6 separate regions of the Sus scrofa genome follow, and regions 1, 2, 4, 5 and 6 are each linked to region 3. The links are chromatin contacts, called in public Hi-C and targeted proximity ligation maps. All regions are on one chromosome and are shown on one strand. The core of a region is the stretch at or near the end of the contact, and the rest is flanking DNA. Distances in the headings are between cores, read along the strand shown. Region 1 holds the start of SCAF11 (protein SCAF11). Region 2 overlaps LOC106510390 (a long non-coding RNA gene). Region 3 holds the start of SLC38A2 (solute carrier family 38 member 2). Region 4 overlaps LOC106510390 (a long non-coding RNA gene). Region 5 overlaps LOC106510390 (a long non-coding RNA gene). Region 6 overlaps LOC106510388 (a long non-coding RNA gene).

The links. A called contact is a pair of places that touch in the nucleus more often than the background predicts.
Region 1: a targeted proximity ligation map of alveolar macrophages shows a contact between it and region 3. A contact is called at or near these places in 2 of 5 promoter capture datasets (fetal liver and liver), 3 of 47 Hi-C or Micro-C datasets (brain, embryonic fibroblasts and liver) and 1 of 2 datasets of targeted methods (alveolar macrophages).
Region 2: a contact with region 3 is called in a Hi-C map of embryonic fibroblasts, with 1.9 times the contacts expected there. A contact is called at or near these places in 4 of 47 Hi-C or Micro-C datasets (embryonic fibroblasts, fetal heart ventricle, heart right ventricle and 1 more) and 2 of 2 datasets of targeted methods (alveolar macrophages and skeletal muscle).
Region 4: a contact with region 3 is called in a Hi-C map of embryonic fibroblasts, with 1.8 times the contacts expected there. A contact is called at or near these places in 3 of 5 promoter capture datasets (fetal liver, liver and skeletal muscle), 4 of 47 Hi-C or Micro-C datasets (embryonic fibroblasts, omental adipose tissue and retroperitoneal adipose tissue) and 2 of 2 datasets of targeted methods (alveolar macrophages and skeletal muscle).
Region 5: a contact with region 3 is called in a Hi-C map of skeletal muscle, with 4 times the contacts expected there. A contact is called at or near these places in 2 of 5 promoter capture datasets (liver and skeletal muscle), 3 of 47 Hi-C or Micro-C datasets (fetal heart ventricle and skeletal muscle) and 1 of 2 datasets of targeted methods (skeletal muscle).
Region 6: a contact with region 3 is called in a targeted proximity ligation map of skeletal muscle. A contact is called at or near these places in 2 of 5 promoter capture datasets (liver and skeletal muscle), 17 of 47 Hi-C or Micro-C datasets (adipocytes, blood, brain and 9 more) and 1 of 2 datasets of targeted methods (skeletal muscle).

The regions. Positions count from the first base shown.
Region 1 is chr5:76,874,420-76,879,024 of Sscrofa11.1, forward strand. SCAF11 (protein SCAF11) reads right to left here and starts at 2,232. Exons shown (of 15, transcript XM_021092989.1): 1 at 1,970-2,232.
Region 2 is chr5:77,258,334-77,263,198 of Sscrofa11.1, forward strand. All of the region lies in intron 4 of LOC106510390 (a long non-coding RNA gene), which reads left to right. Among named protein-coding and RNA genes, the nearest start is that of SLC38A2, 130 kb to the left of the region's middle.
Region 3 is chr5:77,124,415-77,128,685 of Sscrofa11.1, forward strand. SLC38A2 (solute carrier family 38 member 2) reads right to left here and starts at 1,729. Exons shown (of 15, transcript NM_001317081.1): 1 at 1,614-1,729; 2 at 1,230-1,311; 3 at 966-1,081. The coding sequence starts at 1,729.
Region 4 is chr5:77,342,567-77,346,827 of Sscrofa11.1, forward strand. The region is part of intron 5 of LOC106510390 (a long non-coding RNA gene); the gene reads left to right. Among named protein-coding and RNA genes, the nearest start is that of SLC38A4, 140 kb to the right of the region's middle.
Region 5 is chr5:77,376,728-77,381,536 of Sscrofa11.1, forward strand. LOC106510390 (a long non-coding RNA gene) reads left to right here. Exons shown (of 13, transcript XR_002344176.1): 8 at 3,631-3,700. Among named protein-coding and RNA genes, the nearest start is that of SLC38A4, 110 kb to the right of the region's middle.
Region 6 is chr5:76,975,774-76,980,504 of Sscrofa11.1, forward strand. The region is part of intron 2 of LOC106510388 (a long non-coding RNA gene); the gene reads left to right. Among named protein-coding and RNA genes, the nearest start is that of SLC38A1, 99 kb to the right of the region's middle.

The sequences.
Region 1 (4,605 bases), core at 982-3,481, 250 kb before region 3:
GATGACAAATCAACATCATCATGTAACAGCCCTGATTCATCCCATCTCTGCTGATTAACAGCACAACTTTAAAGAAAACTGCCTAAGTATTGGTTAGTATCCAAAGGATTATGGGGAAGCTGAGTGACCCCTAAAGAGTTTCAATCTCCTGGACCCCCATTACCACCACCTAAAGGCATACAAAAAAATTCCCCTTAAAAATTTCTCCATGACACATGTTTCAGGCAGCATATTTAGGAACAATTTCCATTTTCTTTCACAGATTTCTTCCCCCTTAACATACTGAAGAATGTCTTTACAGAACAGTACATGAGTACCCTTGGAGTAAGCAGACATCCAAATCTTACACGGCCAAAATGTGAAGATGTACTCAAATTCTCAGGCAACAAAAGGTCACTATCTGAATGTAAAACTATATACTTGTAAGACCAAAATACATTATAGCAAAAAAGTGCAGTTACAATAAGCAGGGCTAATATTAAATAAATCCTTCACATTGCATAAACAAAACATAAATTCCAATTATCTTTGATAAAATAGTATCATGCAAAAAGAAATCCAGAACAATTTAAAAATTTCAATTCTTATGGACAGTAAGTTAAAACAAGAAAAACGAAAGTCCCATAAACTTTTAATTTCAGCTCTCAGCCAACAGCAAAAAAAAAAAAAAAAAAAAAAAAAAAAAAGATTAAGCCAACTGCCGAACAGGAAAGAGAAAGCAATGGTCTGGAAAGACACTTGATTATGTATCAAAATTTTAATGCCAACAAAACACAAAAACTAGCAGTTATTTTAAGAATGTGTTTCAAAATCCTGCGACTGAGGTTAAGTAGTAATATGCATGAATTAGCTTTTCTTTTAAAATGAAGAAACACCTTTTAAATACGCTTTTTCCAATATTCAGTTAATTTCCAAAACTGCAAAAATTTAAGAACAGCCTGTACTAGCCAAAGCATTATATTAAAAACTTTTTGGTCAGTTTGGCCTAAAAAATCTTAGCTCACAGATAGTATGATAAAGATGTCAAAATGAAAGCCAAAATGAATGAAAAAAGCTCAACTCGTAGGCACTATACGTAATACGGCACAGAAACACTTTGAGGATATTTTAAAATTCCACATTTGAATCTGAATGCTTTAATCAACTACTCCAAATCAGGCGCTTACTTTAACACAATTTTTCAAAATACGGGGGGTTGGGGGGGGGGCAAGACAGACATCCATTTGTAAGCAGCGTCTTTAAAGATTCAAAATTCCTTGTATCTGAGGAGGGACGCCTGATGGAGCTAAGTTTAGATCTCCTGGCCCTTTTGTTGTCAGCCCAGGAAACTGGTTTAGAAATTGGGGGTGGAAGAAGAGTTTGAAATTCAGGGCACGGGGTGACGCGGGTGCTCACAAGTGCGGGCTCTGCCCTGGTCGCGCACTCCGAGAGGTCACGGCGCAGTAAAGTTTGGTTTCACAAGCGAGCTTGGACGCTACCGACAAAAGCAAAGTCTCGCAAGTCAAGCGGGCGCGGGGGTCGGGGAGCGCCCGGAAGCCCAGCAGGACACGTTTCCACCGCGGGGAGGGGGGTGTCCGTGTGGCGACTCCGTCGCCGAGCCTCTAACCTCAACCCATTCCCCCAGGACCCCCGGGCGGGGACTGGTTCCGCCGACGGGAGGCGGGTAGGCCACAAGAAGGAAATGGGACGGGGTACCGACAGCGAGGCGGCGGCGGCCCAAGCGCGGCCTCCCTCGCCGGGTGGCGAGAGGCAAGGGGGGCCTTGCCCGCCGCAACCTCCCCCGCCTCCAGAGGCAGCTCCAACTTTCCTCCGAGCGCAGGACGCCGCCTGGGCCGCGCGGGATTCCGAAACTTTGTGCGCCCTCCCGCGTCGCCCCGGGCCCGCTCCCCCGCCCTGCGCCGGCGCGTAACCCCCACCCCGCCCGAGAGCGGCCCGCGCCAGTCCACCCCTGGGGTCGGCCGGTGTTTACCTCAGGCCGAGGTCGAGGCGCGGGGATTCCGGCGGCGGCCCCAATGCAGGTCCCTAGGTCCCCGTCACGCCGCCGCCAAGTTCCCCAACATGGACTCCTTCGTCCGCTTTCAGGTGTTCCGGGGGCCGCTGGGGCGCCGGCTCTGCTGGCTGGGGCGGGTGGCGGCGGCGAAGCAGGGAGCGGACCCGGGCTGCGCTGCTCCGCGCGTCTTGCGCCACCGCTGCTCCCCCTCCCCCGCTCCTCGCCGGGCCTCCTCCCTCCCCGTTCCGCGCGTCCCCTTCCCCCTCCCTCCCGCTCTGCTCCTCTCAGCTCAGCGGCGCCTCCACTGGTCGACGCGCTACGGTGGCGACGGCGGCGGCGGCGGCGGCGGCAGCGGCAGCAGGACGGTCGGCGCTTTCCCAACTCATTTGCTCGCTCTAGCCCTGCGAGCAAGGTCGCAGCAATCAACCGGACCGCAGGGGGGCGCTGGCAAACCACCCTTTGCGCCAGAGGAACGTGACGGGCGGAGTCACGTCCCGTGGCCTGCGAGCGGGAGGGAAAACAGCGGCTAGTGGCTTCTGGGAAACATTCTCAGTGCCCGGCTCTCCCCCCACGCCGCGGGCCCTGCGCATGCGCCGTGCGTGGAGCGCCGCTGCTGGCTCTGCTTTGGCAGCGGTACCGGGTAAGCTGTTTGAAACACAATGAAGTAGGCTCTTGGGGACCTGGACGTGCGGGGGTTTGCGCGGCATTTGCTATCCTCTCTTTATGGTAATCTGATATGAAGAGTGTTTGTTGTTTGGCTTTGGGTTGAGTGTTCACCCAGCAGCATTGCCCACCTGAACCGCATCTTGCGGGGAGGCTGAAGTGGCCAGAACTCGTTAGCCCACCTCTTCCCTCCAGGTGGGCTTTTTAAACAGGCCTAGGGGAGAAGTTTCCCACGTGACTCATCAAACTTAGGCATAGCCCCGTGTCTTAATTCCCACAACAAAAAATTAAACTTGATGATCCACTCGTTGGTTGATAGTGACAGGTAATGATTCACTCCAGCAAGTGTCCGAGTCCGCCTAACGGAACATGTGTGCCACTCCTTCTCCCTCCGGTCGTCAAATCTTTTGTTTTACCTCCAAAATACCTTTCAGACTTTTTTAAAGTCACTCTTTACCCGCATAGTTTCTCCCGGACAGTTTCCTCACGGCTCCTGACTGCTCTTCCTGCCCTCAGTGTCCACCCCTCTTCTACCAGCAGGTCCTGGCAGCGCCCCCCGCCCTGTCCACGCCACTGTCCTGCCATCACCCCCCAACCCCCGCACCGTGTGCTGGAGCTCTTCCCGGGCCGCCCCACCTACTTGGCTCACCCAAGTTTCAGCTGTAGCCACCTTGCCACTCACACTTTTTCGTGTCGTCTGCCCCCTTCCTTTATGTCCTCATTGCCCAGGATGACTTTTTCCTCCTCACTTTCTCGGGACCCTGCCGAATGGGCACCCCTCTGCCTCTCTCCTCCGAGGTAGCTGGTTGCCATGACCCTCCTCACTTCTCTGGCTCCCCCATCTTGTGCCTCGTGTTTGGTCTGTTGAGGGTCAGTCTCACACTGTGAGCACTGGGACAATGTCTTAATACCTTCTTAATAACAGCTCCTGGCACAGTGCCTGTTACTCAATTAAGGACTTGGTAAATAGTTGCTGAAGGAGTGTATGAATGGCAGGCTTGTCTCTCTTTTTGTAATTTATTATTTTTAAAATTTTATTGGCATGTAGTTGATTTGCAATGTTGTTGCAATGTTGTCTCTATTTTCAAAGTGAGGTTTTTTACAATGTATAGTTTTTGATATAAGCTTTGGGAATTTAAATGGGCTTTACCGTGTTTGGGTATTTGAAAGAATGATAATCTAGAGAAGTTTATAGCAGTACATTATAAAGAATATGATAAAGAATGACTTAAGAAAACTTTGCTTAAGAAATTATATGATATAACCAGATCAACAAGCATTGTTAGGAGCCATTCAACTGAATACAATGAGAATGTCACCAAGCTTTGTGGTATAATTACATATATATATATATATATATATATAATCCTCACCCTAGAAAATCCAACTTCTTGGAGTATAACTCCAGATAGAGACTTCTAGTGTGCCATTCTTTTATGTAAAAATTTATGTACGAATATCTTTACATACTTGTTTTTGGGGAAAATGTTCTCTCTTAAAAATTAATCAAAGGTCAAATGATAACGTTTGCCAAATAAAAAAAACTGTAAATGGAGTTCCTGTCGTGGTGCAGTGGTTAACAAATCCGACTAGGAACCAGGAGGTTGCGGGTTCAATCCCTGCCCTTGCTCAGTGGGTTAAGGATCTGGCGTTGCCGTGAGCTGTGGTGTAGGTTGCAGACTTGGCTCAGATCCCTCGTTGCTGCAGCTCTGGTGTAGGCCAGGGGCTACAGCTCCAATTAGACCCCTAGCTGGGAACCTCCATATGCCACAGGAAGCAGCCGTAGAAAAGGCAAAAAAAGACAAAAAATTTTAAAAAAATTTTTTTTAATTTTAAAAACTATAATTTTTTTTTTTTTTTTTGGTCTTTTTAGGACCATACCTGAGACATATGGAAGTTCCCAGGCTAGGGGTCGAATCAGAGCTACAGCTGCTAGCCTACACCACAGCCAC
Region 2 (4,865 bases), core at 2,053-4,552, 140 kb after region 3:
AACATGTGGGAGACAGTTTCTGAGCTTGCATTTCTTAAACTTTTTGATTTGGGGACCCTTTTATACTTCTAAAAGTTGTTGAGGAACCCAAAGATCTTTCTTTGTGTGAATTATGTCTATTAGTGCTTATATTAGAAATGGAAACTGATCAACTTTAACGATATTTTTTATTTAATTGAAATATAGTCATTTCAATTAAATAAAAAGTTTACAGTGTTGTGTTAGTTCCAAGTATACAGCAAAGTGATTCAGTTAAACACACACACATGGATTCTTTTTCAGATTCTTTTCCAGTGTAAGTTATTACAGGACAGTGAGTATAGTTCCCAGTACTATACAGTAGGTCCTTGTTGTTTATCTATTTTATATATAATAGTGTGCATGTATTAAATCCAAACATCTAAATTTTTGCTATTTTTAAAATTAAAATATAGTTGATTTTCACTGTTGTGCCAATTTCTGCTGTATGGCAAATGGACCCAGTAATATATTCTCTTTCTTATATTATTTTCCATCATGGTCTATCACAAGAGATTAGGTATAGTTCCCCATGTTTATCCATTGTCATTGTCTATCCATTCTAAATGTCAGAGTTTTCATCTACTAACCCCAAACTCCCAGTCCTTCTCACTCTCTCCAAACCTCTAATTTTATTTTATTTTATATTTGTTATTTTATTTCTGTCTTTTTTAGGGCTGCACCCGTGGCATATGGAGATTCCCAGACTAGGGGTCAAATTGGAACTATAGCCACCGATCTACGTCACAGCCATAGCAATGCCAGATCTGAGCCACATCTGCGACTTACACCATAGCTCACGGCAACACTGGATCCTTTAATCCACTAAATGAGGCCAGGGATCGAACCTGTGTCCTCATGGATGCTAGTCAGATTCGTTTCTAGTGAGCCACAACGGGAACTCCCAAACCTCTAAATTTTAAAAGTTAGTGAGAGAAGTGGTATTGCTTTATTATTTATTTATTTATTTATTTATAGTGGCACCCACCATGTGGAAGTTCCCAGGCCAGGGACTGAATCCAAGCCACAGCTGCTGCAGTCGGATTCTTCACCCACTGCGCCATGGTGGGAACTCCTGGAATTGCTTTAGATTTTTGTAAATCTCTTTAATAGAAGGAGCCGAATTCTCCTATCTGCTTCTGCATTTCCTTGGTTGTGATGTTACACATCATATATCCTCTGGAAAACTCCACTGCACACTTGTGAGAAAATGAGAGCCAAAAGTGCAAATAGTAACTTAGTATTATTATAAAAATTGTTTTGATCATGTGGATCCACTGTGTCTTAGGACCCTCAGAAGTTTCCAGACCATAATTTGAGGACTGCTATTCTAAGCCATGTCTTTCAGACATTTTTGACCATGATTGCCAATAAGAAGCAAATTCTGTATATTGTGCCCAGAAAACCCATACATACATGTGTGAACACATGCCCACCTGAATATAACTTGAAAAAAAGTTTCACAAAATTATACTTACTTTTACTATTTGCAGTGCACTGTGACATTGTCTGTTCTTTTTATTTTGCCTTATTTTATAACAGAATTGTTGGTTGAGGAGTTCCCATCGTGGCTGAGTGGGAATGACTCTGACTAGTGTCCATGAGGATGTAGGAAGGTTTGATCCCTGGCTGAGTTGGAATGACTCTGACTAGTGTCCGTGAGGATGTAGGAAGGTTTGATCCCTGGCCTCGCTTGGTGGGTTAAGGATCCGGCATCGCCATGAGCTGTGGTGTAGGTCACAGATGTGGCTCAGATCCCGCATTTCTGTGGCTGTGGCGTAGGCAGGCTGGCAGCTACAGCTCTGATTTGACCCCTAGCCTGGGGACCTCCATATGCTGCAGGTTTGGCCCTAAAAACAAATGAACAAACCCCAAAACTGTTGCTTGAAATCTACCAACTTGACTTCACACAGGTTGAGACCCATAGTTGGAAAATCACTTCTTTCAGGAGTTTATATTTAGAAGTGTAACTTCTGTGTGTTTGCTACACTTTCCATAGAGGTTACACAAATTTAAGTTCCTTCTCAATAGACTCTAAGAGTCATGTCTCCACATCTCTGTCGTCACTTGGAACTATCAGAGTTTTATTTTAGCATATATATTTTTTTGCAATGCTGGATCCCTAACCTACTGTTCTGGGCCATAAATAGCACCTGTGTCCTAGGTTCCAGAGACAGCAGTGATTCCGCTGTGCCCTAGCAGGAACTCCAAGAACTGTCAGATTTTTAAACTTTTTCTAATCTGGAGGAGGTCGGGTTTTAACTTGCATTTCCCTGATGGATAGTTCATATATTTTTTTGCCTTTTAAATTTGCTTATTCATACCCTTTGTCCTTTTTTCAATTCAGTTTTCTTCTAAATCATTTTCCCCCCTTGGTTTATAAGAGTATTTTATTTATTTAGATAGAAATCAGTTGTCATTTTTATGGTTTGTAAATGTCTTCTTTCAGTCTGGGGTTTGCCTTTTTACGTTTATAGTGTCTGTTTATATTTAGAACTTTTCTATTTTAGTGTAATCATATTATGAATCTTTTACTGTGTGGTTTGTGGTTTTGTGTCTTAAAGACACAAGAGGTCCTTTCCCCAAGATCATAAAGATAGTCCCTTATGTTTTCTTCTAAAATTTTTGAAGTTTTACTTTCTTCAATAGATCTTCTATCCATTTGGAATTTATTATAAATTCCAAATTTATTTCCCCTCCTCCCACTAGTTATAGCATTTTTTCTCTCTTTTTATTAATATATTTTTTTGATGAGCCGAAGTTCATTGTTTATATAGATTTCCTTGGTGTTTACTTAATGTCCTTCTTGTAACCACTGCAAATAGAAGTTCCCAGGTCAGGGACTGGACATGCTCCATGGCAGTGACCTGAGCCATAGCAGTGACAACACCAGATCCTTAACCCCCAGAGCCTTGAGGGAACTCAACACCAACCCTATATCTTGACTTCCTTCAAAAAATTTTGTCAGTTATTGGTCTTTTGCTGCTCTGTATTTATTTTAGAGTCAGTTTGTCAAAGCTCTGTTGGGATTTTGATTTGGAATTGATAGATTAATTTGGGGAGCATCCACAGCTTCACAAAATCACCTCTTCTCGCCTGTGAGCACGTCATGAGTCGTTCAGTAAGTGAAAGGGCCTGGAGGAGAAGCCAGGTTGGTCAGCCTTTCATACCAGTTCTGTTTCCTCCTGCTGAACTTGGTGAGACTGATTATACAAGGGGGCAGGGCTGTGGAGCTCACTCTGCTTAGTGTCATAACCACGTCCTAAAGTGCCGGGCTGATTACCCTCCTTCACTTGCAGCATGCTCTGCAGCTGACTCAGGGGGCTGTTGTCATTCCTGCAGTCAAGTGCAGTCAGGCCTGTGTCTTCTTGGAGTGTGGCAATGACCTTCATCTGTAGAAGAGCCTTTTGAGTCATCCTGGGAGGAGGAGGGTATTTGAATTACATTTGTATTAATTACCTGGGGATTAAAAGTGAAAGTTGAAAAGAAGTTGGTGACACAGAGTACCCAGGCTCCTTTTATTTCACTTTGCTAACATGTTCCTTATGAACCTGAGCGATCACGAGGCAGTTGTTGGAGAGCTTGAGCAATCCCTTGAGGGACGGCATGTTCCTGTTAGGTGTGCTGCTTCTCTCCTGTCCTGGACAGGAGACACTGTCCTAGACATTGCTAGCTAAGCATCACCCTCTTTCCCAGTGAGCCTAGACAGAGTCTCAGAGCCTAGATGGAGTCTTTCAACATGGTGCTCCGGTGGGATCTACTAATTAATTGGCTTTGGAAATGAGAAGAAACCTATTTGCCACCCTTTTTCTATTTTGGTCTAGTATGTTTATAAGCACTTAAAACCGGGATGGATTCAAAATTGAGAGCTGCTCTGTGGCTTAGGACATTGGGGGAGCTCTGAAAGCCCCTTTGCCAAGAGGGAGGGAGAGGGGGTGGGATGTACTGGGAGTTTGGGCTTAGTAGATGCAAACTATTACATTTAGAATGGATGAGCAATGAGGTCCTGCTGTATAGCACAGGGAGGTATATATCCAATCACTTGTGATGGACCGTGATGGAAGATCATATGAGAAATAGAATGTATACACACACACACATATAATATATATGACTGGATCACTTTACTGTACAGCAGAAATTGATGCAACACTGTAATCAACTATAATTAAAAAAATAAAAAAAATTAAGAGCTGCTCTGTGGCTTAGAAAACTGGGGGAGCTCTGAAAGAAAGGGTCAGCCCCTTTGTTGAAAAGACAGGAGGTCTTGAGTGGAGGAGTCATCTGAATTTGCAATACCAGAGGTTTGGTTTTGATGTTGGGTTCAATAACAAAGTCCTTGTATGTGCCTAGAGGGAGCAGGAAGAACTGAGCTTTCCAGCAAAAGCAGTTGATCAGCAGACCAGCAAATGAACCAGCAAATGGTATTGGTACAGAAAGCAATGTCTGAAAACAGTTTTTCTCCAAGAATAATAAGGGACATTGCAGCCCTTGTGGGTTGGGCTTTAGGACAATTGTCATGTTAATTTCAGATACTATACCTATAAAAGGATAAATTCTCCAAGAAGATGTAACAATCCTCAGTGTATATGTGGCTAACTAAAGAGTCAAAATATGTGGGCACAAATGATAGAACCGTAAGGAGAAATAGATGAATCCATTATCATAGTTGGAGACTTTAACACTCCTCTGTTAGAAATGGACAGACCCAGCAGGCAGAAAATCAGTAAGGATATTGCTGAACTCAACAGCACCATTAATCAGCTGGATAGAATACATTTATAGACTATTCCATTCAACAACAGCAAACTACACATTCTTCTCCAGCTCATATGGAACATTCACCA
Region 3 (4,271 bases), core at 479-2,978:
TACGTGTACGAGCAGTTTTTTTCATCCAGACAGTAAATCACACTATCTTCCACAGAAAGCACCTTAGCTAGGAGGCGGTACTAGTAGTCTTAGTAGTTAACGATACACACGTCACTGAAAATGTGTACGCAACTTTACACGCATTTTTCTTTTGTTTTCCTGGGAAAAGGTCCAAACTTTTCTACTATATTCTCTCCAAGGGTCAGTGACCCCCAAACAGTTAAAAACCACTGTTCTAAAGTACATAGTTCCAAAATTCTAAGTATTTATGCTGGAAAGTACAGGAATAACTAATTCTAACTGGGTAAGAAAAAAGAAAAAAAGCAATTCAAAGCGGATAGTTATTAAAATATTCCTCTTTTGCTGTGGCAATCACAAGGCCTGAAGAAATATGTATTAAAAAAAAAAAAATCACATATGGGTTGCTTTTCTGTGTCCAGAAGATTATGACTCACTTGTCTCAAAACAAACATGTTCCAGGTTAGGCAAATACCACCACACCCTATATATTTAAAAAAAAAAACTAGTTGTGTTCCTTATGTACATAAGGGGCCACAGGTCCTTGGGATGACTGTCAATTTACCAACTGACTTGGAGATACCATGTTTTTTAATACCTCTTGCTTCAGATTTTGCCAGAACAAAAATTCTAACTACCCAGGACTTATCAACAATTCTTTTTTAATAGCCAATCACTTTTCAATTTTAACTATTCCCACTGACTTAAACACTTTCAGTTTAATTATCAGTTTTGGATGTTGTCCTAATTTTTCCTCTCTAATTGGCTTTTTTAGTATCATGCAGCTAAATAGTAGAATAAAGAGATTTTTCTGAATTCTCATATTTTAAATTTCAAGCAAATGACTTTTAACTACTTCAACTGTAAATTCAGTCTCTGGAGCCAAAATATACGTTGTATCATATTAACTGCCCTGCATGGCAGACTCTCTACTTACACATACTTACATAAAAAGAGCAATTCCAGTATTAGCCATGGCATAAGAAAGCCCAAGGATTCCACTGCCCACAATCGCATTGCTCAGATTAAATACTGACATTCCAAAGGAAGTAGTACCTGGATGCTACATAGAGGGAAACGATAACCAAACATATAACAATAATTAAAAGGAGAAAAACCAGCTTTGGGCAAGTTAGATTTGAAATCTAAAAGTAAAACTATTCTTTTAGTCCATAAAGCCACAGAGATACAAAATATTGTTTTTAACTTACAAAGTCTGTTTCATACTTCTTCTTCCCCAAATTCGATTCAAGTAAAAAGTTCTGGTTTTCAGGATCTACATCTGCATAATGGCTGCAAAAAAAGAGAAAAAAATCCTAAATTGGGCTGAAAGATACAAAGGAATGCTTTAACACAAAAGCCCCCATCCCATTTAGCTGTCACACATCTTTATTTAAATGCACATTAACTAGGAGTCTTTTAACTGGAAGACTTTTACAGGATATCATGTCATTGCAATAAACCCCATCATCTCAAAAATTGCACAGTCTCTCCAAACGCTACAGTAAATTAAAGCAACAGAAGCAGAGTCCCAGGTAAAGAACCTTCAGTGTATATACAAGTCGTTTTTTAAAAAAGCACACAACTTCTCCCACCTTTTCAGAGCAGCTTGCTTGGTGGGGTAGGAGTAGTTGAAGTCGCTGTTGGAACTGTAGCTGCTGCTGTCCTCATCCGGAGAAATATTGAACCTTCCCATTTCGGTTTTCTTCATGCTGTGGAGCGACAGGAATCGGGAGCAGCAAGTAACGCCGGGTGCCTTTTGTCCTTGGCGATGCACGGGCCCGGGCGGCTGCCTGTGAAGGTAGAGGCGGCGCGTCAGGACTGCAGCGCCCGCCCGCCCTGGTCACGTGACGCCGCCGGGCGGCGCAGCGCGGCTGATTCATCCCTGGCCAGGCGAGTGGAAAAGTACCAGCCGAGCGCGAGGGGCGGGGGCGCGCGCGGAGGGGCGGAAAAGTACAGACCGCGGAGCCGCGGAGAACAAAGATGGTCCCACTGCAGCGCTGCGGCCTCGGAGGCCCGCGCCCTCTGAACCCCGCGGCCTCTCGCCACTGGAATTTAGAGTTTCGCCCTCTCCATTCTCTCCACTTTCACGGGAAGGAGTCTCTTGCTTTTCTCGAAGCCTCCTTGGTCATGCACATGCACGCAGGGCACACATCCCACCCAAACATTGGCTGGATGTGCAAGCAGCCCAGAGCCCAAGCGCAAAGCTCCCCGTGTCTGGCATTTGCAACAGCAATGCCGCGTCGTCCGTCCTTTCACTCCCGGAGCCCCCAGAAGGGGAAATGCCTCTGCGGCACACAGACTCAAAGCGGGCGAAAAGGGCTGACACGAGTGCTCCTCTCCCGAGAAGGGGAGGACGTCCGTTCGCGGGCTCGCAGAAGCGCCTAAGGTTTGTTTACACGCGCACGCCCGTGCCTTCGAGCACACCCGTCCACAGGCATTCGGCCCGCGAGCGCTTCGCCCGGTTGGCCCCTCCTATGCCCGGAAAGGAAACTGATGCAATATCGATCGCCGATTGTCAAACGTTCCCGGCTGCTCTTCCCCAGTCCTGGCCCCCAAGCTATACTAAAAACCCGAACCCTCCTCCGCCGCCCCCGAATTCCGGGACCCTTGGCTGTAATTGTTTTCATTAATTCAAATCAGTCAGAAGACTTGTCGCAGCGGAGCCGCGGGCCCAGCTGGCTCCCCTCCCCCTAACGGGAGGATGCGGTTCCGCTCCGGGCGGGCACGCGGCCCCTGCGTCGCGCCCCTCCCCCGCCCGGAGGAGGGCGGTGACCCTCGTGCGGGCCGGGGTCGAAGACTGGCCAGCAGACCGAAAACACCCTCCGCTGAAGCAAACCACCCGCAGCTGCTTTCCCGCCGCGGCCCCTCCCGGACGCCCCTCCCCCGCTCCGCCGGGGGCCCGCGCCCTTTGCACAGACGCCCCCGCGCGCTTTACCTCAGAGGTCTCGGCTCCTGTATCCCGGAAACAACACGCAAAGGCCTTCGGTGAGTTTTTCTCAGTCAAACAAAAATTGTAAAAAAACAAAAACAAAAACAAAACCCCAACAACAGACAGGAAAAGAATTTTAATTTAAAAAGGGAAATGGTACGTTGCCGCCCCAATCGTCCGGCGTCCGCCGTCTGAAAGGAAAGGCGCGAGTGTGTGGGAACGCGTGGTCGGGCTGCCGGCGGTGAGGCGAGGAAAGTGCTCCCGGACGGCGGCGTCGCGCGGCTCTGGAGCAGCCCGGCGAGCGGCGGGTTTTAGCGGCCGCCCGGGAGTACGCGTCAGTGGGCGGGGCCGCAGCCGCTGGGTGCCTGCTCTTTGTGTATCAACACCACCTGTGCTCCGCCCCCGGCCCGCCCGGGCCCTCGAAGCCCCGCCCCGCCGCAGCCGCGCCCCTCCCCCGCGGCAGAGGCGGGCGGTCCGGCCCACTGGCACCCCCCGCCACCGCCCCCGCACTGGCGAAGCCTACTGTGCAGGCTCCGGGGCAGTTTGGAGAGACCCCAGTGCTTCCCTCGCTCTGTTCCTTTCAGCCCCGATTGGTGCCCTAGACAAGGGGTTGTCTCTGAGAAAGGGTTCCCTTCACATTTCCTTCTGCCCGGGTTACCAGCAGCAGGCTCTGCTTTCTCCTCGAAGCTTTTTGGGGACACATCCCGCCCACCCAAACCTTTCCTGCCTGTTATTTTTGCGATTTACATGGGGGTTTTCTCTGGCAAAGTTGGGCCAAAGCAGCAATGTTGTCTCCATGGGAGGTTTCTGTTCTCGTTCTTTCTTCACCTCGTAGACCTGCTTTCACTCTTCAAAACTAGTCTGATTAGCTCGGTTGGCAGCTCCTTTTCGGGATATCCTTTTCGTGGGGACCCGGAAAACCCTAGTTAGGGCAAAGCTAGATCCTGCCCAGGAAGCCAGACCCCTCGGAAGGGATCCCTGGTGGGGGTCCCGCCTCTACCGAGGAGGTGTAGGAGGCCCGCGGTCCTCTCGCAGACGCATTTCACGCATTCCACCACCCCACCCCGATCGGACAGCCCTCCTCGCCTCGGTTGGAATGCTGGTCCTCCCCTTCCAGTGTGGATGTGGTCTTGCTGAGCCAGGCAACTAGGGGGCCCCTCCGCTGTGGAATACTCGGTGCCGCCGGAAAGGCTGGAAACAAAGGCCTCTTAGGAGAGAGAATTGTTGGTTGCATGAATGAATAAACAAACGATTTGACCTACTGCTCTCTTCCTTTTGGGGACGTGGGAGAGATTGGGCAGGGCTGGGTGTGATCACAATT
Region 4 (4,261 bases), core at 1,190-3,689, 220 kb after region 3:
TGCCTTATTTACCTGAATTTAACAGACATATGAAATTTAATCCCATGGGCAGCATGCACAACCTTCTGACATTTATTAATTCGCTGAAAGGTGAGTGGAGAAACAGCATTGCTGCTGCCCCCGTGATTTTAGGGATTATCTCTGGTCGACAACTGGCTTGAGCCCTAAGGCTTTTTAGGTTGTTGTGTTTGTCTAGACAGGTCAGGGGCGAGATAGCATCATTCCCACCACGCCTGATTTAACTTGGCCTTGGATGATACCACAGATGGGGTTCGAACCTTTCACAATAGATTACATCAATTTAACCATTATTTCAAGATCTTATCTTTTTGTTTGAACAGCTTAGCTCCAGAGATAACATTTTATAGACCCATGCTCCTTCTAAACAAATGTCACTGTCATTTGGACCTATTCTGATGTCTGTCCCATAGACAATGGATTTTACTGAGTCATCCTTAGTCTGGTCTCTACTGATCCTCACAAGGTTATTTGTTCCAGAGCTGGGGCCACCAGTGAAATCTCTGAATCTTGGCCACTGAATTTATCTGTGTAGAGCAGACCAGAGCAGACAGGGATGAAGCCATTCGCAGGACCTCTTCACCACCATGCCAGCAAGCTCAGGCTTAGACTGAATTAGGGTGGTTAATATACAGGGCAGGTTTGGACTTTAGTTTGGACTTTAGTTTGACCCTAATTACATGGTTAGGATAAAATATACTTAGGTAGGATAAAATCTCTAATGTAACGTCCGTGGAGGTTACTAGCTGATTGATAAAAGAGTTTTGGCTAGTCCTTTCACCCAGACCTCTGAACAAAATATAGGGATGGGGCTGGGTTAGGCCATGGCACTTGGGGTCCTGGTGACAGGGTGTCAACTTTTCACTGTTGAGATCAAGTCCTTTCCCTACTTCTTATCTGGCAGCAGAGAACAGCTCCCATGGGCCAGTAGAGCCAGAGCAGTTCGGAAAGTCAAAATTTAATATGTTTGGAGTGATAAGAGCCAATGTAGACAATTTGAGCAAAAGATTATTTTCTTTGAATATAGACTATCCGTCCAAGAAGACTCAAATTTTGTGTCTGGCTGTGCTATTTTGTTTGGGCTGGCTGACTTCTAGGTTCTGTTTATCCCCTTCTCCAAAGTAAAAATATTGATAGTATGAAGTCAATGAGATGGTTAGGGGAAAGGGATGGATGGGGTGATAGCAAGCAGATTCTGAGGGTCTAGAAACATCCTGCTGCTTTGGGAGGACTTGGACACAAAATGATGTCTCCCAGGAAAGTGAGGCATCCTGGGTGGCCAGTGGAACTCTCCACTTCTGTTCTGTCTGTTGCTCCCCTCAATAGTGGCAGAGGGTATGCCACGCCACCTTGAATGAAGTGTCACAGGTGTACTTGCCTCTTGGCCAGGAGTACATTCTGGCTCTCACTGGGTTTCCTCTTTTCACTGATGCTCCCCAAAGCTGAGACTTATCGTGTACCCCAATCCCAGGACCCAGAAGATATGCCAGGATGCTTCCATCTAGCCCAATTCAGTCCTCAATAAAAACCTGAGCTTAAAAGAGGGATGGCCTCTGTACCAGCAAGCTGTACACTTGATATGGGAGGTAAGAAATCTGAGGGCATTCCTCAGATCTGCACTGGATTTGGGCTCTCCACTTTCAAAGTGCTGATTAATTATGTGCTACATTGCACAGCTTATGATAACACTCTCCCACCTAAGTAATTCAAGAAGATCGAGTTCCATGTATTGAGGGTAGGAGAGGCTGCTGGAACCTCCTTGGCCTGGGTTCCTCTTTCCCCTAAAAAAACTTACCTTAGTCACTCTCCAGGTGCTTGCCACTCATAGTAATGAGATCTGGGCTGGTCAGCCAGGTGTGGATCGGCCCCCCCTCCCTTTCTCCACTCACTCCAGTCTGCTCTTCCAAGTCCAAGTCCATTTAATTTAATTTATTTTAATTGAAGTGGAGTTGATTTACAATGTTGTGTTAGTTTCAGGTGCACAGCAAAGAGATTCAGATATATATGTATATAAATACACATAAATACATGTATATTCTTTTTCAGATTCTTTTCCATTAAAGGTTATTACAAGCTAGTGAGTATAGTTCCGTGTACTATGCAGTACATACAGTAGGTCCTTGTTGTTTACCTCTTTTATACATCACGGTGTGTATCTGCTAATCCCAAACTCCTAATTTATCCCTCCATGCCCTCCCCTCCCCCCGCCTTTACCCTTTGGTAATCATAAATTTTTTGTTTCTTCTATCTGTGAGTTTGTTTTTATTTTGTAAATAAGTGTGTTTGCATCATTTTTTAAGTTTCCAGTTATAAATTATATCATATATTTGTCTTAACTTCACTTAGTATGACAATGTCTAGGTCTATCCATGTTCCTGCAAATCAAGCCCTGCATTTTAGAGTGGATGCTTGTGGTTTTCCCTGCACTGGCCATGACTGTGACTAATGCTGGGGCTTGGCATCAAGAGGACCATGGTTCCTATACAGTGAATTGCCTTCTCGAGGCTAGTCTTCTTCAGTAATGAAGCTGATACCTTTAAAATCTGTAACTCCCTTACTCTTTTGCCTTACCCCTCATTTGGTATAGAGTTCAGGTGGAAAAACAAAAGAATAGTTGACCCTCCATCTCCGTAGATGCAGAACCCACAGACTCAGAGGGCTGACCATACTCTGCCATGTTATATAAGGGACTCAAGCATCTGTGGATTTCGATATTCATGGGGGTCTTGGAATCAATCTCCTGATATTAAATAGTCTGATACTGATATTAAAATAGTCTCCTCTTAGGAAGTTCACAGGGCAGTGGGGGGAAGTGGGTAGATAGAAATAGAAGCAAAATGTTGTGAATTAGTGGAGGGCAGTGTAGAGTAAAATTCGAGATCTCACTTCTGGATTCATTTAACCTTGGCTGCATTCCCAGAGGTACCACTCACTAGATGAATGATCCTGGGAAGGTTCTTTATTTCAGTGGTTCAGCTTTCCCTTCTGTAAAAAGGGGGAAGGAATTACCACCTCACAGGGTTGTAAAATTTTAGTGAGATGATATATGTATGTAAATTGATTGGCACAAATCTGAGCACACAGAAAACATCAGGCTTTTTGGCCACTGTTAATTATTAAAAGTATTGTACTATGCTGTGGAATCAGGGAGGGGCACTGACTCTTGGTGTGAGTATCTTATCTACAAAGAGGAGAAAATAAGTCTGCCCATAACATGGAGTGACAATAAGACAAGCAACCCCAGATTGTACCTAATATATGTTTTCTGAGCTTCACTCTGTAGGTTAAGTTTGCTTTTCGTCAATAATAATTTGTACTAATTGAGTGGTAACTGTTGTCTAGACTAGCTTCAGTTAACAGACAGAGGGAAGAGCCATCACTGAAAAAGGCACTGATCTCTTTGTTTCCTGAGTAACCATTTTCCCAAGTGCTAAAAAAAAATAGAAGAGAAGAAGAAAGAGAGAAAGGAGAAGAGAAGAAAATGGAAGAGAAAGGAAAGGGAGAGAATGAAGGAAGGGGAAGAGAACAGAAAAGAAGAAAAAAGTATAGATTCAGTTCCTTCCCACAAATATGGCTATGTATATTTTGCAGTAGTATCACCAACGTAATGAAATTAATTTATGGATGTATAATAATTCAAAACTGACCAAGGAAGTCATATCCCAGATTAGGATGGACAGAGTACAGGTGGAAAGAGGGTTATGTATAAGAGAAGAGGGGGAAACTCTTATGAAATATAGGAAAAGAGAGAACTCTACTACCATTCTCCTTTACTTGTATACTTCTGCTAAGATGTATGGAATCTTGCCCTCACAGTCACAAACACATTTCCCCATCAATGGCATCTCTGCAGGAGATTTAGTCTTAGGAGATAGCAGTTTTCATATGCAGATCTTGCTCTTATTTCAATGTTCTAGTACTTCCCCAATTTTGCAGTGGGAAGAAGGCCCTGTTGCACTCCTCTTGGTTAATCCCAACAGCCAGCCACCTACTTATGACCTCACCCCTGCCATCCTCCCCAGCTGCCCTAATCCTACCTCCTTTGTTCTGCAACCATGACAAACATGCTTGTCCTCAACATGCAAGCTCCCTCTGCCAGGAACATTCATCCCCAGACCTCCACACTTCTCACCCTGTCACTCCTTTTAGGTCACTGCCAAGGTCCTCTTACTGGAGAAGCTTTCCCTAACCATTTCATCCAAAATGGGACTCTCCGTTCTCCCAGTATGCCCCTTCCTCTTGC
Region 5 (4,809 bases), core at 1,509-4,008, 250 kb after region 3:
TTTCAACTTTTTATCTCTCTTATGACTTCTTTTTAAATGTCTTTAGATTTATATTCTAATTGACTAATCGTCTCTTCAGCTGTGTCTATTGTTTTAATCCATTCTCTGAATATTTTATCTGTTACTAGTTTTTTTATTTCTAGGAGTTCTATTTTAAATGTCTAACGTTGTTATGGAATCTTGTAGCATGCTTTCATTTTTTTTTTTTTTTTTGTCTTTTTTGGGGCCACACCTGTGGTATATGGAAGTTCCCAGGCTAGGAGAATTGGAGCTTCAGCTGCTGACTATGGCACAGCCACAGCAACACAGGACTCAAGCCATGTCTGCAACCTACACCACAGCTCATGGCAATGCCAGATCCCTTAACCATTGAGCAAGGCCAGGGATAAAACCCATGTCCTCATGGATGCTAGTTGGATTCGTTTCTGCTGTACCACAACAGGAACTCTTGCATGCTTCGATTTTGATTTGTGTTTTATTTCTTTTAGACAGATATTTTATAGTCTTTATCAAACAATGATACTATCTGAACTTTCTTAAGATCTGCCTTTTTCCTTATGATGGCTTTTTTCCTTGTGGTTTTAAAATGTTGGGCTTGTGAGCTCATTTTTGACAAGGCTTTATCCGTGAGGATTGTAAGGCCACTGTTGAGAATGGCTTCTTCAAGAGAAGTTTTGCATTTGTTTCTCCTATCAGTTTCTCAGGTTTTACCAACCCAGGGCCAGTTTTGCCTCCTTATTGTTCAGTTTTAGATTTCTTTTACTGGTTCCTGTGTATTTCTCTAATTTTCTTGTGAACTTATTTATGCATTTAAAAGGAGGTTATTAATATTTTATCTAACCTGTCAAGGATTTTGTTGTGGAAAGATTTTTGGTTTTTGTTTTTTAAATTTGTAGTCTGTCATATTCTCCCAAACAGAACCTCCAAGACAGTTCTTTTTCTTCTAATTTTATATTTTATAGATAAACACGCTTGAAATCTGAGGGTAGTTTCAGTAAAACTTCAAACTAGAGTGTACTAGTTATTCTGATCCTAATCACCAGTTCTACAAATTATGTTATTTCATTTGACCCTGGTACCATCTTAGCTTAGGTTCCATCAAAACTTGATCCTGAGGCAAGCATTTGGGCACAAGAGGTAATACCAGGCAGCACAGTGAAGGAGTGAGACAGATAAAAGAGGAAAGCCTAAAAGGTGTGTTAATAAGTGAGTTCCCACCATGGTCAGCCAGGGTTCAAGTCCAATGTGTAGAACATACCTTATAATTATCTCACCAAAGGCCAAAGGAAGCGTGGGTATCCAGCAACTCCCATACCTAATCAGCTGACAAGTGCTCCTGGGATCAGGAATTCCCTGGCAGTTTCAGCCTATCATGTGCATGGGCAGAGTATATTCCTGGAGTCACAGAAAGATGCTCCTGCAGCAAGGAGATGCAGATGTTTGATACAGGAAGTCAATGACCAGTACAGAAATTCTTTAGTGAAGAAGCTGCCTCTCTGACTTTAAGGTGGGCTGAGGGGATCTATATTTGCTTGTGTTCTACATTAAATTCATTTGATTCTCTAAACTGAAGTTTGTTCCAAGGATGTAATTGATAATTATTATCACCCTCCCCTACTACCATTTTGTATTTGCTCACCTTTGGCCAGAACTTTTGCCGGCCTAGGGAACTAGCCCAATGGAGTGATCTGGATCTTCATCTCCGAGGGGTCTGAGTCCTTAGTTACTGTGTCCTTGTCAGGCCATGGCTGCTATGGATGTCACTATGAATAGCAAACTAAAAGATGGCCCAGTGAAGAGTCATTCCCTTTTTCTATAGCAGCAAGCTTAGTCTCTCATGGTGATTGGAGTCAATTACTCTTACTCGTGTATCAACTCCTTTCTTCTTCCTACTGATCTACCAGTATGAGCCCAAATTATCCAAATGGTAAGTGTGATTTTAAATTTAGTAGGAATTTTGCTGTGTGCTTTGATTGAGGCATCTCATCTCACTCTTCTAGGAATCAGAACCTCTAATCCATGAGGGTGTAGTGTTTCAGTAACCAGAAGCATAGTGGATCCCTGGAAGTGACGGTTAAGAAAAAAAAAAAAAAAGTTATTTTCTCTTGATTTCTAGACCTATGTCTTCTAGCTATCAGGGACATAGCACCATATGTCGACCTTTGGCTCAACATAGATAGTACATCATCAAACATGACTATCACCCCACACAGAAAGGTGTTGTCTGCAAGCCAGAGGCCACGTCAGTGTTCTCTTAGGCCAGCAGCTTCCAGGTAATGTGCTGTATTATAGAACCAGTAGACACATGTCCATTGTTTTGTCCTCTTCTCCATAAAATTGATGTAGGGAGATAATATATTAGATCTTTTCTTGGTACCTCAGACACTCAGTGAGTCTTCAGATAATGGTGCTGGTAGAGGTACTGTGGTCAGAAAAGGCAAACATTTCCATATAGATTATGTATTATGTAGAAATTCTCTCTCAAAAAAGAATTGCTGCCCTATCCAGAGTGGAAAGATTTGATGTCTTCAGCTTGCCTCCACATGGCTTGTTGGTCTCTCTGATGGGGGTTCCTCATTGGTCTCTGCTGCTGCCAGGGGAGAATTTAAACAACAGCAGCACCTAGATCAGTTTTAATGAGAAGTTTGTGTGGTTAAGACCTATAAATAGTCATTATCCTTGTCACCATAGTTACTCTGTTCATGAACTCATTGTGCAAGCACTTGGGTGTCCCAGGACAGAAGCTGGCTGATATCCACTATGTGAGTCACCCTGTTCAACAGATTGTTCTGTGCTTCCTCAGAGATGGACAGGCACTTAATAGATATTGACATGAGAAAAAAAAAATCTGCACCCATTGTGGCTACTCCTAATGGTCTAACATGCCTCTTCCCCAGGTTTTCTTTTCTCCAGTATCCTCATCTTGCTCCTTCCAGATTCCTGACCCACCAGCCAAGTCATTTTTCACTGCCCATGAATTTATCCTTAGCTCAGGACATTTCTCCCTCCACACAAGGTCAATGACTAAATGTAGCATTAAAAGCTCTACATGCTGAGCTTTTCCTGTCCTTAAAGGTCACCGGTGTGTGAGACTTTAATGCCGCAGCCCCAGTCTTTTTTCTGCTTGTACCATCATATGTACTAATCTGCTTCATCTGTGACTTAGGCTTGAGTATTTCCCTCTTCATCTTCTCTGGGTTCAAGGAACCTCCAACAAGGCCACAGGTATGGGCTGAGGGAGAAACACTACTGTATCTGGGTAGGTGACATGTGGGAGGAAGCTATCTGTTTACATTTGATGCTTATGCCCCCTGAACCTGTTTGGTCTGATCCCAAATATATCTCTCATCAAACAATTGATTTCTTCTGTGCCTATCCAAATCTATGGCTCTAGGAATCTGATAACATCCAGATCACTATTGGAATGCTCTGGTTTAGAGCTATCTGATGTCTCATGACCAGGGGTGTCTACCCAGCATCATGCCTGAAGCTGCTTTTTGAATGGAGAGCAGTTATCTTTTGCAGACAGCATGAACTTGCTCCAGAACTCTGAATGAGTCTATGCTGAGACTTAACATTGGGCTTTGGCAGAAATTTCAACAGCATTCTTATTTTACTTCTGTCCCACAGGGGTCTTCCTGAGTGACAAGAGACCTTGTGCTCCAGACCGAATGTTTTGCAGAGCCCTTGATTGCTCCAGGTACCACTCAAAACTGGTAGTCTCTCTAGTCACCTGATAAAAGAGTTGGAGCTGTATTTCCAAATATGGTTTATGGTGTCTCCAAAAAGTTCTCCTAAGGACTGTGCCTTTCTTAGTAGTAGGAGGTATAAGGCACAATAACTTATCTTTCACCTTGGAGGAGGTTTCCTAAACAGGACCTCAGAACTTCACTGATTTAAAAAGCCCCTCAATGTTTGGAGGGTTAATAACCCTCCCTCACTCTCTGCCATGAATTTATCTTTCCAGGGCATAAAGACATTTGACCATTTCCTGCTAAGAGTCTTCACATAATGTCAGCAGTATAGCATGATATCCATATAGATTATGTATTCAGGGACCAGGTATTTAGGGACCAGGAACAAGATGAGCACATGCAGTTCACTGGACTCACTCTCAGGTAGATTTGGGATGGGACACTATTTATCACCTGGCCTCCACTTGCCTCATGCTAACAGGGAGACCATGATGGTATTTTGCCCACTATTATTACTGTAAGCTCAGTTCCTACATCCAATAGCCCTTGAAAGATCTGAGTAGTACCCTCCATAGGTCTCTCTGGGTGAGTGTTGGGGTATAACTATTGTATATACTTAAATGATGGCAATGCAGAGTTGTTCCTCAAAGGGAACTGTTCTCTTTTTCAATCTATGGGGTCCGGACCTGAAAACTGACTCAGATGTGCATACTGGGTAAGGGTTCATAATTTTCCCTTCTTGCAGGTTGTATCAGCTTTCTTTATTTCTTTTTCTTTTCTTAAGGCTGCACCTGCGGCATATGGATGTTCCTAGGCTAGGGATCGAATCAGAGCTGCAGCTGCTAGCCTATGGCATAACCATAGTAACACCAGATCCTTAACCCACTGAGTGAGGCCAGGGATCAAACTTGCACCCTCACAGACACCATGTCGGGTTCTTAACCTGCTGAGCCACAGCGGGAATTCTTGTGTCGGCTTTCTGTTCACCTACTTTGGAGCTCTTGGTTGCATGAGTCAAGCAACACCCTCGTTGCTTGCCCATCTGTCAAACTTCATGTCTTTTTTTAGCCATCACCATAGATCTCTGCACATCTAGGCCTTGGTTGCCTTTATG
Region 6 (4,731 bases), core at 1,733-4,232, 150 kb before region 3:
ATAGAAATATAGAGTTTTCCTTTCTCCAGCATTAGTTTCTGTTTTAATTAAAAAATAATATGTGAACATTGTAAGCATTTATGTAGCACAAGAGTGAACACTGAGGTGTGTCTGTTTCTACAACTTCCTTCCAGAGGCATTTACTAGAAATTTCTCTCTCTCTCTCTCTCTCTCTCTCTATATATATATATATATATATATATATACATATATATATGTGTGTGTGTGTACCTTTTGTTTCATATAAATAGGAATATCCTAAGTATCTCATCTGTAGCTTTTTAAAATTCATGTATCTTAAACGTAGTTCTATCTGAACACAAATAGATCTAGCTCATTGTTTGTAATGACTTTCTAGCATCCCAAGCAAGGTTGGGCCATAATTTATTTAACCAGTCCCCTATAGGTGGCCACTCAGATCATGTCCAATCTTTTGCTTTTACAATGGTGAAATGAACATCCTCATACATTTTTCTTTAAGGACATGTGGGAGAAAATATGTAAGATTAAAATTATAGCAGTGGAATTGTTCTAAATATATATGTGTCATAATGCTCATTGAACCTTAGATTTTTTAGTTAGATAATATTTTAGAAATTACATAATTGACTTTCAAATAGTTACTGCATACTGAATGACTTTTGCAGAGAATCATTTAAACATGCAGAGACAAAAATACTAATAAGTATGGAAAAGGTTTACAAATTGATTTGACATTTATTCCAAATAAGATAAACTTGGATTAAAATTAATAAACTGTAAAGTGGTAGCCAAAGACCACTGAAGCTGTCATACACTGGTTGAGAAGCAGCATTTGAGTGGTTAAAATCAGGGCGTTGGAAACCAGACTTTCCTGTGTTGGAATCCATGGTATACCTCTCCTTAGCTATATGACTTTGGGCAAATTTACTTAACTTCTCTGGGTCTCAGCTTCCTCATTTTTAAAATCCTACTTCATAGGGTTGTAATGAGAATGAATGACTACATATGGAACACTTAGAGCGGGATTGTATAACAGTATATATAACAGTAACTGTTAGGCACTAGGTTAGGTGTCCTTAGAATGACAGTGGTGAGGGAGGAAAGAGTTACCAAATGAACTCATTGGTAACATATTCACAGACTAGAGAACTGAAATGCAAGAGTGAGATTGGGAAAAAATAGATATAAAAGCATGTTTATCTGTGGTGTTCATTTGACATAGCTGGAGAATCTTTGCCTTTGTTTTCCAGGAAACACAATTGTTCTTGGCTCTATTTTAGAGGATGCACATGGCTCAGTACAGGATGAGACTGATTTTGGCAAATGAATGGAACATTGGAGTGTTCAGTTTTAAGGCTTAATCAATTAAGCCATTCATTAAACATCCTAATACAACAATACAAGAAAATGATTGTTTAGAGTGTTGAATGTGATTTTTGCCGCTTGAATCAATTGCTTTGTTCCATTCATGAGAATAGCAGAAATTTTTAACAACATTATATAGTGTTTTTCATTTTTGAAGAACTTAAAGCTTGCATAATTTTATATAGTGTTGAGTAAAACCATTAAACAGATGTATTTGATCCACATGTGTTTACCTATAAATGCCATACTATTAATGGTCCCTTAAATTTATGTAGTGATGATAACAATAATTCTGTACATTTGCATAGTGCTTAAAATTCCTTTACAAATTTTTCAATTTTCGAGGACTGGGTCCATTTTTTTTTTCATCATATGCTCCTTTAACCTCTATTCTTGAAAAAATAAAGTAAGAAATTGGGACACTAAACTTCTTTAACATTAGTTTAAAGAAAAAAATACTTTTCTATTGCAGAGGAAACATATAGTCAGGAGGAAGTATAAAATTAATTCCTGTTGTAATAGTAATTGCATGATAACATTAGCTGTAAAAGAAATCATGTGAGAGTCTGATACCATTAAAATTAGTTGATTTCAGTAGGACACAAATGGTACGGATCCTTTTTGGTGGTGGGGAAGAAATTTGTCTTTTCCTGAGAGGTTTTACAGGTGAAAATAAGGCAGAAATCACGTTTTGTTATTAAGCTATTTAGAAATGCAATTTCTGCCTTATTTTCACCTGTAAAACCTCTTAGGAAAAGACAAATTTCTACCAGCTAAAAGAAAAACAACAAAACCTTGTCATTTAATTTTTTCATTGCACAAACTATAGGATTCCAGATGGTGGTGCTGTTTTCATGAAAGAAAACATTTCTATAAATCTGTTTCTTTTTTAGAGATAAATGATTATAATTGCTCTTTTATTTGCAAATTGAGCTGTTAAAGCAACAATGCCATACAGATACAATTTCTCTTAATCTTTAAAAAGCTACTGCTTTCAATTTGGGATTATTTTAATCTATAGTGATTAATCAGCAACGTGCTTAGCAAAAAGATAGTGGTATATTTATTTATGGCAGGTAGTAACATAAAAATGTGCATCATCATTCTTTATATTTGAAAAGCAAAATGTGCAGAGAATGCTCTTATCTTTGCAAACCACAGTGCTATATTAATGAAGATTAAAAAAAATACCTATAGAAAAGGTACAAAAATTTAAGGTGGTTAAAATGGCAATATTATTCAAATTCAAGGAAGCAGACTGTTAAAACCACACATTACATAAGTCCCAACAGTACTGCTTTTTAGATAATGTTTTGTTGTTATTTGTTTTCTTCAATTTTGCCTCCTTGATGTGAGAGTCATAAGGAGAGAAAAGTGTTTATGTATTTTTATTTTTAAAAGAAAATTCCTTTCTTTCTATAAAGCTTTCGATCTGAAATAATTCCTAAATACCTGTATTTGTCTCTCTGAATACCTGTGGATGCTTAATGGGAAAAACATTACCATGTATTTACTTAAATTAGAGAAATACCAATGTTTCTCGCAGAAGATCTGCAGCAGTTCTGTGTCTGGGCAGAGAGTTGTTTCTGGTGTGGAGATTGTCCCTGGCAGAAGCCCATTTTAAAATGAGGACAGCTGGGACTTGGGCTGAGTAAATTGGGCCTTGCTTCTCTGTGACACCTCAAGGAGAAAGTTAATGACAGGAGCTGAGCTCTGCTGGAATAAAAAGATAAGATGACCATTTCAATCCACTTCTGGCATCAAGGAGACCTCCCCAATTACACGTGCACAGAAAGACTCCTAGGGGTCAGAAAGGGAGGGTACCCCAAGCCATATTAAGTCCCGATAACCCCAGAACACTTTGCTCTGGAACCCATCTTGCCCAAAGTGCACACATATCAGAGAGGGCCCTGGGTCCAGTCAGGTGTGAGAAACAAAACAAGATAATTGGCCTAAGGAAAGCAAAGACCCAGAAGAACTGTCCTATGTAAGTGATTTAAATCACCTCTCTGGCACACTCCTCACTGAGGACCCCCTCACCTGAGCGCCTCCGTTGGGTGTGTATTACCACTTTGCTTCTGCCTTAGATAAACAGACTACTTCTCTGTGTGCTCTCCCACCTGGTATACTGTATAAACCGGTACAGGTATAAACTTTATACCTGTTTTTACAATCGTCGCCTCCTTAAAACATTCTTCCTTTCAACAGGGAGCAAGAATCAGGGCAATTCTACTTTCAGCCTCTCTCCTGTCTAGTGGCTAGGCTTCTTGGGCCTGCCCAGGTTCAATTCCTGAGCAGAGAATTAAGATCTCACTTCAAGCCATCACTCACTGCTGTCTCTCCGAGATCACTTAGGCTTATCTCCTCCTGATTGCAGGACAACTGCTATAACCTAGGTGTGCCTCATTAAATAGAAGAAGAGTCATTTCATTCCTTGAGTTATTTGTAAGGAAAATCTTTCCCTGAAGGACCACTACCCCAACCCCAGCAGACCTGCTTTCATGTATCTTGTATTTTTAGCCATGTACAGCACATGCTCATGCCTAAACCAGGATTGGCTTAGATCAATAAAAATTCACCTCCTGGAGGTAGAAAGGACCCAGATATCCAAATCTCAATGAAATTGGATTCTATTAGCAATAAAGAATGGGAAGAAGGAATGACAGTTTTGTAGGCTACCAACGGGGCCAGCCATGTTGGTAAATGGTGATTATTTGATATCACCATGCCCATAGGCTAGGATCAAAAACATATTGCATGGCTATTAACATCCTGTACCTCTAAGAGATGTCATTGATTAACAATGATGTGGCTCTTTAATGAGTCACTTATTCAACATCAGATATTACTTTTTTTTTTTTTTTTGCAAGAATAATACAAATAACTCCACCACCACCTCCAATTTGGGCTTAAATTGCCAACATGATGCCCCTTTACTCACAAATATTTAAGAAAGTAATTCCTACAAACATGGATATTCTTCTGCAGAACTACAATACATCCATCAAAATCAAGAAATTAACACCAGTACATTATTACTTCCATCTAATTCTCAGAAACTTTTAGAAGTTTAAATTAGGACTGACTTTACCTCTTGTCCCAATAATGTTTTTTATAACTATAGGAACCAATTCAAGATTGTGTGTTGCATTTAGTTGTGGCCTTCAATTGGGAAGAGTATTCCTCAGTCTTTCCTCGACTCTCATGACCTTGACACTCTTGATGATTATGGGCCAATTAGTTTTTAGAGTATTTCCTAGTTTGGGTTTATCTGATGTTTCCTCATGATTAGATTCAAGTAAAGCATTTTTGGCAGCAGTATCACAGAAAGGATGCTGCAATCTTATTGTATAGCACAGAGAATTATATCCAGTCTCTTGGGAT